3 separate regions of the Mus musculus genome follow, and all the other regions are linked to region 3. The links are chromatin contacts, called in public promoter capture Hi-C maps. All regions are on one chromosome and are shown on one strand. The core of a region is the stretch at or near the end of the contact, and the rest is flanking DNA. Distances in the headings are between cores, read along the strand shown.

Region 1 (4,306 bases), core at 166-2,665, 790 kb before region 3:
TTTCGCAATCATAATTACCAGAACGTTCCGCGTCTCCCTCCCTCCCTCCCAGCCAAGCCACTGGCAACACGCACGCGCAGTTCTCGATACCTAGTGTTAAACGGCCAACATGCTCCCTCTTACGCATGCGCACTTTCATTCCCGCGCAGAGGCCTTCTGCTTGCAGTGAGCATGCGTGATTTCACCTTCTCTCCTCTCTGCCCCACCCTCGCCTAAGGGGCCACGATCTCCCGTGCCAGCAGAGTCCTACCCATCATGTCACGCTTTCTCAAGGGTACTTGAGCGCCACCACCTGGTGATATGGTTCCTCTTTTGGCATCCACGCAAAGCGCGCCTATCTTTACTATTCTCCCTTCTCGTGTATGATTATATATATAATATATATACGTATATGTGTATATATATATATTATATATATTATATATATAATCTCTGTGGCCACTGCGTTCTGCTACTCTGGTGAGATAACTCTGTGAAGAATATATATACATATATGCGCATATATATGTATATATATTCATGCCGGGTGCATCTGCACGTGTTTCTCGCCAAAGTTATGCCCCAGTGTCTAAACCATATCATTAACAACAATCCTTAACAGGATTAACTGTGATAAACTAAGTTACACATGGAATTAAAAAAACGTCGTAGGCGATAAAGCATATCCCAAACCCAGATGGAATCCGTCAGCAGCCTAAGGGAGAGGCTACTTGGTAGACGGATTCCTTAATACAGTTAAAAACCCTCCAACCTAAAACCACTGAATCAGAGTCCGGCGTGGTGATTTACGCCTGTAATCCCAGTTTAAGCAGGAGAACGGCCGCGAGTTCGAGGCCTGCTGCTGTCAGTCTCAAACTACATTCACTCACCCCCAAGGAAAACAAAAAGCGGATGAAGCCTAATCCTAAAGACTCATCCATTTGATTCACCCTTAACAAATGAAGAACTCGAAAGTTTTTTTTGTTTTGTTTTAAATAGATGTCAAACAAAACAGTGATGCTCAGGTGCCTTAAACCTGCTTAGAGAAGTCTAAAAATCTTTCATAATATTAAGTAATGCGCAACATCCTTTTGGAGGGCTGGGGATTCGTACTGGCCTCCAGTTCTCCCTCCCCTCAAAGGAGAAAATGCACAAATTAAGGATCTCCCTGACACAAGTTCCCTCCTCCGCCCTCCATGTTACATTTTCGTCCTTCGTCGTTCCTTTACCTCCTGCTGAAGCGAGTGTCGCAGTTAAAATTCTTACGGCAGGCAGTGCCTAGAGGGTGGAGGGAGCGGCGGCATAGAGAGCCGTGCCTGGGTGGCAGCAGCGATGACTTAACGGCGATGAACACCAGGTACGAAACCTGCTATACTTGCGGCCGCGGCGCGGATGCCACGAACCCACAGCCTCTCCAGGAGCGCTGCGCTGTGCTGCAACGCATGCGCCGCGCTCCTCCCTCTCCTCAGAGCGCCCCTCTACAACTTACAGCAGCCCACTGAGTCCAGTACTCAGGTCCCTAGCCCACACTTCTTTTCCTACCTCTGCTCATACCGGCGTCCACCACCCATCCTTTCCTCAGCCCCTTTTCTAATCAATAAGTCCCCATCCTTTTTAATTTACCATCACATCTCACTACTGTTATTATTCCCTTTCTGGCTCACCCTACAATTCTTGACCTTCTCTGCTTCTCTGGAGCTCTGCTAGGCCCCCTCATATTTCCTGATGTACCCAATATTCCAAGTGTTTCGAAAACAAACAAACTAACAAACCAACCAACCAACCACTGGCATGGTGATAAGTGCCTGTAATTCCAGCGATTTATAGACAACCTCACCTCCATGACAAATTCTAGGTCAGCTTGGACCACAAAAGATCCTGAAGGAAAAAAAAATAGCCTCCACCGATCCGGGGGGTTGGGGGAATGGAAATATACGTATGTAGATTTAATTGTGGGCCCAAGTTACAAAGCCTGAAGAAAAAGTCTTTTTCTAATACCTGGAACCAGAACTCTTGGGGCAGGCTATTTTCACTCTCAGCATGTTGTTTCCTGTGGAGAATCTTGAGTTTTAAGGGTCTCCTTAAGATCCACTCCCCCTTCTTATTCAGCCCTGGATCTTGAGAGATCATCCGACTGGCTCCTGCCTGTCTATCTATCATTGCATTGAATTGTGAATTTTCATGTAGAGCATCAAAGCACCAGAACCATACAAGTAAAAAAGAGTGGGGGAGGGGAGGAGGAAGACAAAGAAGAAAAAAGGAGGAGGAAGAAGGGAAGGAGGTCGAGGAGGAGGAGGAGGAGGAGAAAAGGAAAAGCAGTCCCATGCCTGCATCTGAAACAATATCATGAGCAGAATAGAAGTAGAAGGCAGGGCCATTGGATATATTGCGACACCTAATGGACATATAGGTAACATGCATAAAAAACCCCTCTGATGTTTCAGCTTTAGTAAGACATCCCCACTTTGACAATTCCCTCCCTGGTTTCTGAAAGAGCTTTTTCTTTGAGGGGGAAGGGAGTGTGATGGAAAAGCTCTTTTCAGCCCAATTTGAGCAATGAAAGAAGCCTTTAAGCTAAGTTTACCTGGAGTTCACTACAAAAGTGTTAGCTCACATCTCGAACAAAGTTGTACTCATGCAGAATTAACAGGCTGTACTTACAAGCTCCAAACTAGGTCTGGAGAGATGGCTCAGACGTCAAAAGCACTGACTGCTCTTCCAGAGGTCCTGAGTTCAATTCCCAGCAACCACTTGGTGACTCACAACCATCTGTAAAGGACTCTGATGCATTCTTCTGGTGTGTGTCTGAAGACAGTTCAGTGTACTTATATAAGTAAAAGTAAATAGATCTTTAAAAACAAAAAACAAAATAAAGTTCAAACAATTTTTCTTGTAAAACAAGCTTAGTTCCATCTGAAGATTCCATGTAAGAGAGTTTTTCTTGATTGCCACCAGGGGAAACAACATATTTGTTCATCTGACAAACTGTAAACATAAATAGAAATGTTAGAAATCATCTCTAAATTTCCAAGATATCTCTTTCCTAGAATTTAATTTCTCTGATATTTTTAATTATAAGAGATAGGAACAATTGTAGTTTAGGGTTTGAGGATGTGGCTCAGTTGGGAGAGTATTTTCCTGGACATAGCTCTGGCTTCAGATGCCCAGTACTACTTAAACACACCTGTAATGTCAGCATTCAAGAAATAGAGAGAATGATCAAATACAAGGTCATCTTCAGCTACATAGAAAGTTCAAGGCAAACCTGGGATATATAACACCCTGACCATAGAAAGACAGAGAAACAGAGACAGAGAGAGACAGAGAGAGAGAGAGAGACTGGAGAGATGGCTCAGCACTTAAGAGTACTGATTGCTCTTCCAGAGGTCCTGAGTTCAATTTCCAGCAACCACATGGTGGCTCACAACCCCATCTGTAATGAGATCTGACACCCTCTACTAGTGTGTCTGAAGACAGTTACAGTGTACTTATATATAATAGATAAATAAATCTAAGAAAGAAAGAAAAAGACAGACATAGACAGGAAGAAAGAAAGAAAGAAAGAAAGAAAGAAAGAAAGAAAGAAAGAAAGAAAGAAAGAAAGAAAGAAAGAAAGAAAGGAAGAAAGGAAGGAAGGAAGGAAGGAAGGAAGGAAGGAAGGAAGAAAGAAAGAAAGAAAGAAAGAAAGAAAGAAAGAAAGAAAGAAAGAAAGAAAGAAAGAAAGACAGACAGACACAAAAAACAGCTTTGGGGCAGGGGATATAGCACCTAAGTTCAGTGGTTTTGTGTTTGTGATCCTGTAATCCCAGCACTTGGGAAATGAGGCCGAAGGATCAATGATATTTTTTTTCTGAGACAGGGTTTCACTGTATAGCCCTGGCTGTCCTGGGACTCAGACTCACTCAGTAGACCAGGCTGGCCTCGAACTCAGAAATCTGCCTGCCTCTACCTACCAAGTGCTGGGATTAAAGGCATGCGCCATCACTGCCTGGCAGGATCAATGATTTGAAGTCAACTTAGGCTGCATAGTAAATTTCATGCCAGCCTGAGCTATAGAATGAAATCCTATTTCAAAAAAAAAAAAAAAAAAAAAGGAAGCAATGTGCAGTGCCTTCAATCCCAGCACTCAGGAGGCAGAGGCACATGATCTCTGTGAGTTTAGGCCAGCCTGGTCTACAGAGTGAGTTCCAGGATAGCCAGGGCTACACAATAAGACTCTGTCTCACTGGGCGGTGGTGGCGCACCCCTTTAATCCCAGCACTTGGGAGGCAGAGACAGGCGGATTTCTGAGTTCAAGGCCAGCCTGGTCTACAAAGTGAGTTCCAGG
Region 2 (4,757 bases), core at 790-3,289, 920 kb before region 3:
CTGGAATAACGGGGGCCCTGTCTCAAAAACAGAAGAGCAACAACGATATGCATGCCTGAAAAGCCAAATCTTTAAAAATTAGCTAGAGTCACACTTTCCTAGGTACTTCTTTCAACAGTTTTGCCACAGACATTAGAATGAAGTTGGAAATGCAGACAGTTGGGCTCCCAGATACCCTGAATCAACTTTTATATTTGACTTTTGTTTTTTTTAAGTTTATAAAAACTTTTTTTTTTTTAGAATTTTTATGTGTGTGAGTGTTTTGCCTGCATATAGGTCTGTGTACCACACTCGAGCATGGTGTCAGAGGAGGTGAGAAGCCTCATGCAGCTGCTAGGCATTGAACCCCAGTCCTTTGTGAGAATATTAAGTACTCTTACACACCAAGCCAACTCTCCAGCCCTGCTTTTGGGGTGTTCAACAACAAAGATAAGTAGAAACCAAATACGCACCCAGAGAAAAATCACATATATACAAAAAGCCAGAAATTTGAGAGGCAATGTGTGTGTGTGTGTGTGTGTGTGTGTGTGTGTGTAGTGGCGAGGAATAACATAGGAGGAATTGGAGAAGGGAATGGGGGAGAATATGTAATTATATTTAGATTAATTTTATTTTTTAGTATAGAATAGAGTTTATTCAGGGCATGGGGAGGGGAGTTAAGAGGGTAGCAGAGGCAGGGAAAGGCAGAGAGAGAGAAAGAGAGAGTAGAGAACTAGAGGCTGGCCATGAGCACATGGAGAGAGGGGGAAGGGAATCTAGATTAAAAATTTAAATGGGGGGGGCAATAAAGTGGTTATAGTCACAGGAGCATATCAAATTGATTGTCTTGGCCATGGGTGTGTGTGTGTGTGTGTGTGTGTGTGTGTAATAATTTTCACAAACTTGCCATCTCAGAGAAACTCTAGGAGGAAGAAAGGATTCCAAACAGGCAAATTCTGGCTACAGCTGAGGAGAGCTCGCACAGGAAAGAACTGCCTGTAATGGAATGAAAAGAAGCCAGGGCTTTGCTGTCTTGGGAAAGAGGGAAACCAGTGTAAGGGAAAATGTGCTACCTTCTGGAGAGAGGACAGCCCTCGGCTCCATGACAGCTGTCCCAGGTTGCCTTAGCAAAGCCTTCCTCAAGCAGATATTCACTGAGGCCCCTTCGGCAACTTTCCAACATGGTTTTACTTAAATACACACACACACATGCATTTACTTCGTGTGTGTGTGTGTGTGTGTGTGTGTGTGTGTGTGTGTGTATACATGTTTGCCTGTGTAGAGAGATCTGTGTAGAGAGAAGTATGTGCCGGGGACTGAACCTGCATCCTTTGCTAGAGCATTAAGCACTGTTAACCACTGAGCACTCGCTTCTGCCCCTGTGCCTCGTGGTGCAATAGGTAAAATGAGAACTTTTTTCTTTCTTTTTTAAATGGAAGTGTAGTTCTCTGCCTTTATTGATAACCCAAGATCCTTTTCTAATTTGTGTGGTAACCAGTATTGGTGTGAACATCCAAAAGCCAAAGGAGTTATTGTCAGCTTCGGCCCTGTGAGGTGTCCAATAGGAATAGGACAAGGTATAATTCTGTCTTTATCAAAAACTAGGGGACATACCCAGGCCTGTGGTTTACTTTGCCACCTAGCCTCTGTGACATGTAGATTGCAGTTATAGCAGCTACAGCAATGCTGGCAGCTAAAAACACAGAAGGGGCTCCGAAAGAGATCTCGGGAGCAAAACACAAGCTGGTCTTCTATAGAAACAAAAAAGAAAAAGGAATTTCGGTGGGGGTAGGGGGGGGGTGGGGGGTGGGGGGTGGGGGGTGAGGGGGTGGCAAGAGAACAAATTAAAGACGGGCAAGAAACGCGGGAGCACGTGAAAGATGCTAACAGAGGCAGCCGGGAGAGGAACCGCAAGCGCTCAGTCATCTGCGGAAGCGACCGCGGACAGTCCCGGTCACGTTGCTGGAGCAGCCATTTAGGGACAGCCTGACAGCGCGGCGCCGCGCGGCACAGGGACTGTTCGGCTGTGACGCATGCTCTCCGCCCGCCCGACCCCCCCCCCCCCCCACGGCACCACCAGGCTTCTGTAACTTATAAAATGGCGGCGTCCACATGTATACGTCCTTCCCGGGATTAGCCAGGCAGCTAGAGGATGACTTAATAAGGAGAGTGGAGAAACTGGCCAATTAATGAACATGCCCTGGTGAGTGCCGGGTCTCGCGCTGTCAGAGAGATGGCCGCCGTAGCGGTCACCACGCCGACCCGCCGCAGCGGTCACCACTCCGACCGCATGGTCTGCCGAGCGGGACGAGTAGTCGGCGGCTGGCACTCCGGATTTCTCCCCTATTCCGCCCACAATAGATGAGTGATCAGTGCCCACATCACCGGACCTCCACGGATGAACCTGTCAGGCTGGGGAGGCTCATTCCTAGGAGAGATCGTGTTTTGAGGTTTCCTTTTGTTTTCCTTTGTCTAATTGGGGTTTGACGGATAGTGAGTGTCTCCAAAATGGAGTGTTTATTCTAGCTCCCCAGAGGCCTCGAAAAACGGCCTCAGTTCTTTCTCATCAACACTTAGTAGTTGATAAAACTAGCTTATTGGTAACATTAATTATGGTATAATAACGCTTTTTGCCCTATGCCCTTTTTATGTACTCCAAATGAGGACCAGAGTATGTTACTAAATTTGTGGTCTGGGAGCATCTGTTATAATAGGGCCTTATAGGGTGATCTGTGTTCTTTTGTTAGATGCTTACTTGGTCAAAAAGACATTTCAGTACCTTAGCTAGGCATTGCTGAATAAAGTATGAATTGTTGCAACCATTTGGAAGCATTGATGTAGCTATATTTAGAAAAATAAAAATATATATGGAGTACCAAGTTCCAATATCTGGAACTCAGTAGTCTGACTTTCACGGCTCAATCCTTCAGAAAGAGAAGCATCAGTATATAAATAAGGATACCTAAAAGAGGATGTCTATGCAGCTCTTTTCTTGTGGCAAGTGATAAGAAACAACCTGTGTATCCATTAATAGGAGGATGTTTTAAAAGTCTGTATATTTTGGCTCTTTGGTGTAAAAGATGATATGATAGCTTGTTACATTAAAAACAAGTTGTAGGATAATATGATCTCATTTTTTTCATATATGTATGAGGGTGACAAAGGAATGTTTGCTATTTTTAAAACATTTCGGCAGCTTTATATATTATGACCTATTTAACACAAATGCAAACACAGAGAATAAAATGAAACCCTAATATTAGAGTTGACGTTTTGCCATATTTCTCCACAGTTGCGGCTCACTCTTTTGTCATCCCGTAGATTAAGCATCATTTTTAGTTTAGTAATTGTGCTTATTTCCCCCTTTCCCCCCAGTATTGGTTGTGGAACCTAGGACACTGTGGTGCTAGACAGTCACACTACCACTGAACTATATCTAGATCTGTTCCCACTTTAAGATTTGCTTCTAATTGTGTGTGTAGGAATGTGCACATGAGTACAGTTATGGAAGCCAGAAGAAGCCATAGAATCCTGTGGAACTCGAGTTACAGGCGGTCGTAAGCCCACTTTTTGAGCCCCTTAATGAAGTCTTCTGTAGTTGAGGCTGTCCACGACCCTCACTACCCATTTCTAGCTGCCAAGCTTTGGGATTACAAGCTTGTACCACCATGCCCAGCTTGTCTCTCTTACTTTATGTGTAATAACCCAGGCTGGTCTTGATTTTTCTGCCTCTGCCTCCCAAATAGCTAGGATTATAAGCTCAGCTTCTCCACTTAATTTTTTTGTGACATGAGGATCTAACATGGCTGGTATCTTGCATGGGAGTTCTCAATATTTTGTAACTCAAGTCCCAGGTGGTCCAAATCCTCTTCTGACCTCCTTGGGTACCAGACACGTGATGCACAAACACAAAATGAAATAAATCTCATTTAAAATTTTAATAAATAAAAACAAAACTAAAAGTAATAATTTCTATTTGCATAGGATCTTACTAAGACCAGAATAGTCCATATTAGCAATTAATCTTTATTAATTATAGATACAGGGCAACTGTTGCCACTGCATAAACAAAGGAAGCTTTGAACAGGGCATTACGCGGGCGGCTACACTATAAGTCACTTTAAATGGTTCTGCATGCAGGCAAAGGAAGTCACATATTTGAATCTTGGGAATGCTATATTCTTTGGGACACTGATGGTACTTTTGAAGAGTAAACAATATAGCGCCCGAGACTCAAATTTAGAATGTTATTTCCACTTGTGTAAAAAACGTTACTGTGCCGATGGATCTTTCTGCACAGCAGTGGTTCAGGACTTTGATTCAGCTACTGAAAGTCAGTCAGCCAATTATGAGAAAAGACCATATGTGTGGTCCCAACGAGAGGGTTATCAGGACATCAGTGATGAATCTGACCTTTCTGAGATGTAACAATACCATCACTTAAGTTCTATGGAGATTTGAAGGCAAGAAACCCAGCAGGTTAGGCTCCAGTATGTGACTGGACATGTGACTCCCCCAATATGACCTTTGTAAGGCTCAGGAGAAAAATATCCTGCTGCTCCACCCTTCGGGTAACACCAAGGGCTCTGAGACTGTGTTCATATCAATTTCTTTCTTGTGTTTTTGAGACAGGGTCTTGCTATGTGGATTAGGCTGGCCTGGAATTCCCAATCTTTCTGCTTCAGACTTGATCCATCAAACTTATGGCTATTAATTGACTTTCAGCCATTGAACTGACACTGAAAAACAGGCAAATATTTCAGTTTAATAATTCCAAC
Region 3 (4,259 bases), core at 961-3,460:
CATGCTAAGAAAGTACATGATACTGCAATATCTACTATTTTAAATGTTAATAATATAAACTACAACGTATATAAAATTCATGCAGTGGGGATGCAGCTCAGTGATAGAATGCTTGCCAAGCTTATATAAGGCCTTGGGTTTCATCCCCAGAACTGCAACATGATTTATAAATCTTTTTAGTAGAAATACTATAGTCCAGAAGCAGCTGTATAAGGAACTATACAGTTTTAAAGGTATATAAAAATCCTCTGGTTTTAACAATAATTTTTATACTTAAGGTGTTTCCCACCATTAATAGTATTCGTCATTATTAGTACAAGTCAGCATTTGCTGTGTCCTTGGTGACTACGAGAGTATTATTTCATAAGTACCTGACACAAAGAAAGCAATAAATGAATGAATAGCCTTGAAGGCTTTCATTTATCAATTTTTGTGGCTTAGTTTCCTCATCTGCAAAATTAGAAGGGCTAGATATCATATTCTTTAAAATCATATTGTTCAACAGCTTTAGCTATGTTGTCAACACATCCCAGCCACACCTGGCTATTAAAAACCTGGAATGTGGCTAATAGGCCGAAGAAACTATTTTTTTTTTTTAATTTTAATGGCCGCAACAAGCGAGTGGCTATGAATCTAGAGCATAATGCAAAAAAAAAAATACATTTCATAGCCCATCTCAGTAATCACATTATAGGGAATATGTGAACAAAAGTTCACAAAACTATTCATCCCTTAATATCCGAAAAACCTAGAGTTTCTTTTCTATATTACTTTATTTCACCTAAAAGAAAAAAAAAAGTGCTGATCTAATCACTGACATTCCATAGCATTATAGTACAGACTCTTTCCATCTCTAAAATATTATTCTCTATACTAATAACAAGTGTTCAGGATGCAAACTATGCCAATTACTCTAAACTGATCACTTACATCCATGTATTAAATATCACACCACACTCCACAAATATACACAATTATTTGTCGATTTCAAATATTTTTCAATTTTAAAAATTGTACAATCCTTGTCACTTTATGCCTGTCATCCCAGTACTCGGTAGGCTGAAGCAGGAGGATCACACACTCAAGGCCTAACGAGACTACAAAACAAGACCTTGTCTGTAAAAACCAAACCAAACCTCAACCCTTGAAGGCCTAACTGTATGCTTCTCTTGACTTCTGTTATCTAAACAGTGTTTATGATTATAGTAGTAGTAGACATTAAATATTTGTTGACAGGGAGTCATAATTTAAGAAACTGCTTTCCAAACAAAAATGACAGTATGTTAAGGTTATACTGACGAACACGTGGTGGCAATTAAAATATTGCCAATATATGAGGAAAAAAAACCACAAACTGAAGTACAAGTACCACAGACGATTTTTTAAAACAAACTCTTATTGAATGAGCTAATGGTAGCCAATATTCCAAGGTAGCATAATCACTGCCACACTAAGGGAATGCACAAAGAACGTAATTGAATAGTCATAGCAAAAGATAACAAAGCGTCTGTCTTCGAGCAGTGTACATTTTGGAGAAAAGGATAATTATGGTTTTTGCCTCCGAGGGAGCTCGCCTGTCAGTTGAGGGAGTTAACGTACCAATTAAATGTGCTACTTGTTTATAGGTGGCGTTCTGTCCTGTTGAAGTGCACTCGCAATTGCATACTCCCGCTTTAGTACACTCTGAAGCACGGGCCGCTCAGCACCAAATTCCACGAGGAACTTTTGGAAGCAGCCCCGTCTGCCACCCACTTAGAAAACAAGCGGCAAAGCCCTACAGGACGCCGGCACTGCAGGTGCCCCGTGCCTGAAACCTCCCGGCTCTCTGCTGTCCCCAAACGTGTTCTTCCTCTCCGCCTCCAATTCCTAACCCTAACTTCCTACCCTCGCCGCCACTCTTGAGCTCGCCCTGACAATCTTCCTTAGGCGCGCTCCCTCTGACCTGAGGTCACAAGGGCAACCCTTTCCCTACCAGGTTCCCCTGTCCTTCACCCTGCTCTCCCAAGCGCGCGGCCACACACCTGGGACAGCCGAGCGCTTCCTGACGCGCCGCGCTGGGACGAACTCCATCGCGGGCCTGAGCCGCACATGGAGACTAGAGCCCGGGTCAGAACTGCCGAATGCTTGTGCTTTTCGAAAGCGACCGCCGCGGCTGCCCAGCGCCAGGAATGTATCGCGAGCAGCGCCATCTTGAGCGAGGAAAAAGGAACCGAGAGAGGAGGATTGTGGGACGCCGGCGGACTGAGTGCCGCGGCTTTCATTGCTTTCTCCCCTCCCCCCGCTCGCGCCCGACACCGGAAATAGCTTGTGTCTGAAGATGCTTGTGCTTAAGTAGAGCTTTACTCTTTTTCCCCCCAGTGACTCGGGCTTTTTCTTGCACAGCCCAGACCATCAGACTACCATTGTTCTTCTCTCTTAGCGTTGCCAGATAAAATACAGGATTACCCACTTAAATGTTATTTCAGATAAAAAACAAATGATTGGGATAATTATGTCCCAAGTGTTGCTTTGGTAAATATGACAACCCTATCTTGTCTGCCATTCGATTCCTTTCTTGTCTCCAACTCAATGCCATGCTCCACTCTGCATAACTCTCATTCTCCCTGTGCATTAACGTTGAGGATTAAAGTACAGACAAGTTTTCCCCTGGAGAAGGCTTCACAAGTGAGAGTCGCCGCCTTCATTGTAAAACCTTTTATTTTCCTGATTTGCCTTTGGTCTTTTGCTGTTGGGACAAGGAGCTCTCGGGGTACACACATATTTCATTCCATTAATTTGCCTCCTTGTAGCTCTTCCCTTTGGTTTCTTCAGAGTCCCTTATTTAAAAACTGCTAGGTGGATGGTAAGTGAACATGTTATATAGTAAACTGCATATTTAAAGACACATTTGTATTATTTTGTCAGCACTATAATCAAACCAAATACCATGGAAATATGTTTACAAGTATCTGGGTGGGAAACAATTTCCAAATATAAATGCTACTTGAAAACCTGGAGTCAAGAAGGTACAATTTCATTAATGCATTCTCAAAAATCTCTCCTTAAACACTTCTCTCTCTCTCTCTCTCTCCCTCTCTCTCTCCCACTCTCTCTCTTTCTCTCTCTCTCTCTCCCTTCTCTTTATAAAGGCCTGGCTACTGTGGAACTTGGAACTTGCTATGCAAACCAGGCTAGCCTCAAATTCCAATGTCCCCCTGTCCTTGCCTCTGGATTGCTGGAATTAAAAGCAGGCATAACTACACCAGGCTCATTTTCAAACCTTTTACACAAGGCAGGTAAGTAATCTTGAATTAATTCTGTAGAAGCATTATAAACTAATGAGAGATGTCATGACAAAAGACAAAAGATATATATGGCCCATGCAGCTAGCTTCACTTTCTTCTGAGATCCATATCACTCACCAGGTTTCTGGGGAAGAAGATAATTAGAATTTCAGATTAAAGAGGCTGACTATCCCTCCATACATGTAAAGAAGATGGCTATATGAAAAGAAGGAATTCATAAGAAAACTTTCAGGCTCAGGAGTCCAGAAAGTGTATGGCAAAATAGTAGGAGATGGAACAGGGTGAACAGAAACTCTTGATGGCAAAATAGTAGGAGATGGAACAGGGTGAACAGAAACTCTTGATGGCAATTTTGTCTTAAGAAATTAATGCTGTGTGCTGCAGCTATTGAATGCCTTAATCAGGAGAGTAAAATGATCATACTTGTATATCCATCAAACTATGCTGGATTAACAGTATTTGGCTTAAGAGTTGGAAGTGTTGGATTAGAAAAAGGTTCAGTGGCCCTATAATTAGTCATGAGTTACCATCTGTATGAATAGGAATTGAACCCAGATCCTTTGCAAGAACAAAGATCACATTTAGCAAGATCACATTTAGCAGTGTGCCCCTAATTGCTAAACCAAGTCTCCAGCCCCCATTGCCTACTTCTTAAACATAAAACTAAATGAAAATTTCAAGAAGCCATGTAGAATCCTATATTTCAATCAGAAGAAGATTTTAAATTTATGAAATACCCACATCTGATACTATAGATAATTTCTCAAAATCTGGGCTTTTACTAGAAATACCAATAGGTACTATTGACATAAAGCAACATTATTGAGGTCTTTAAAGATTTTGTTTTGTTTTGTTTTTTTCTAGACGGGGTTTCTCTGTGTAGTCCTGGCTGTCCTGGAACTCACTCTGTAGACCAGGCTGGCCTCAAACTCAGAAATCAGCCTGCCTCTGCCTCCCAAGTGCTGGGATTAAAGA

Evidence for each region. Promoter capture Hi-C pulls out the DNA fragments that hold promoters and counts their contacts.
Region 1: a contact with region 3 is called in a promoter capture Hi-C map of erythroid cells, with 13 times the contacts expected there. The contact joins the promoter of Ftx here to the promoter of Abcb7 in region 3. A contact is called at or near these places in 2 of 39 promoter capture datasets (erythroid cells and pre-B cells).
Region 2: a contact with region 3 is called in a promoter capture Hi-C map of pre-B cells, with 2.3 times the contacts expected there. The contact joins the promoter of Jpx here to the promoter of Abcb7 in region 3. A contact is called at or near these places in 2 of 39 promoter capture datasets (erythroid cells and pre-B cells).

What each region holds. Positions count from the first base shown.
Region 1 is chrX:103,622,339-103,626,644 of GRCm38.p6, forward strand. It overlaps Ftx (Ftx transcript, Xist regulator (non-protein coding)), which reads right to left and starts at 1,416. Exons shown (of 11, transcript NR_028381.1): 1 at 1,209-1,416.
Region 2 is chrX:103,491,519-103,496,275 of GRCm38.p6, forward strand. Jpx (Jpx transcript, Xist activator (non-protein coding)) reads left to right here and starts at 2,040. Exons shown (of 3, transcript NR_015508.3): 1 at 2,040-2,182.
Region 3 is chrX:104,411,636-104,415,894 of GRCm38.p6, forward strand. Abcb7 (ATP-binding cassette, sub-family B (MDR/TAP), member 7) reads right to left here and starts at 2,211. Exons shown (of 16, transcript NM_009592.1): 1 at 2,022-2,211. The coding sequence starts at 2,189.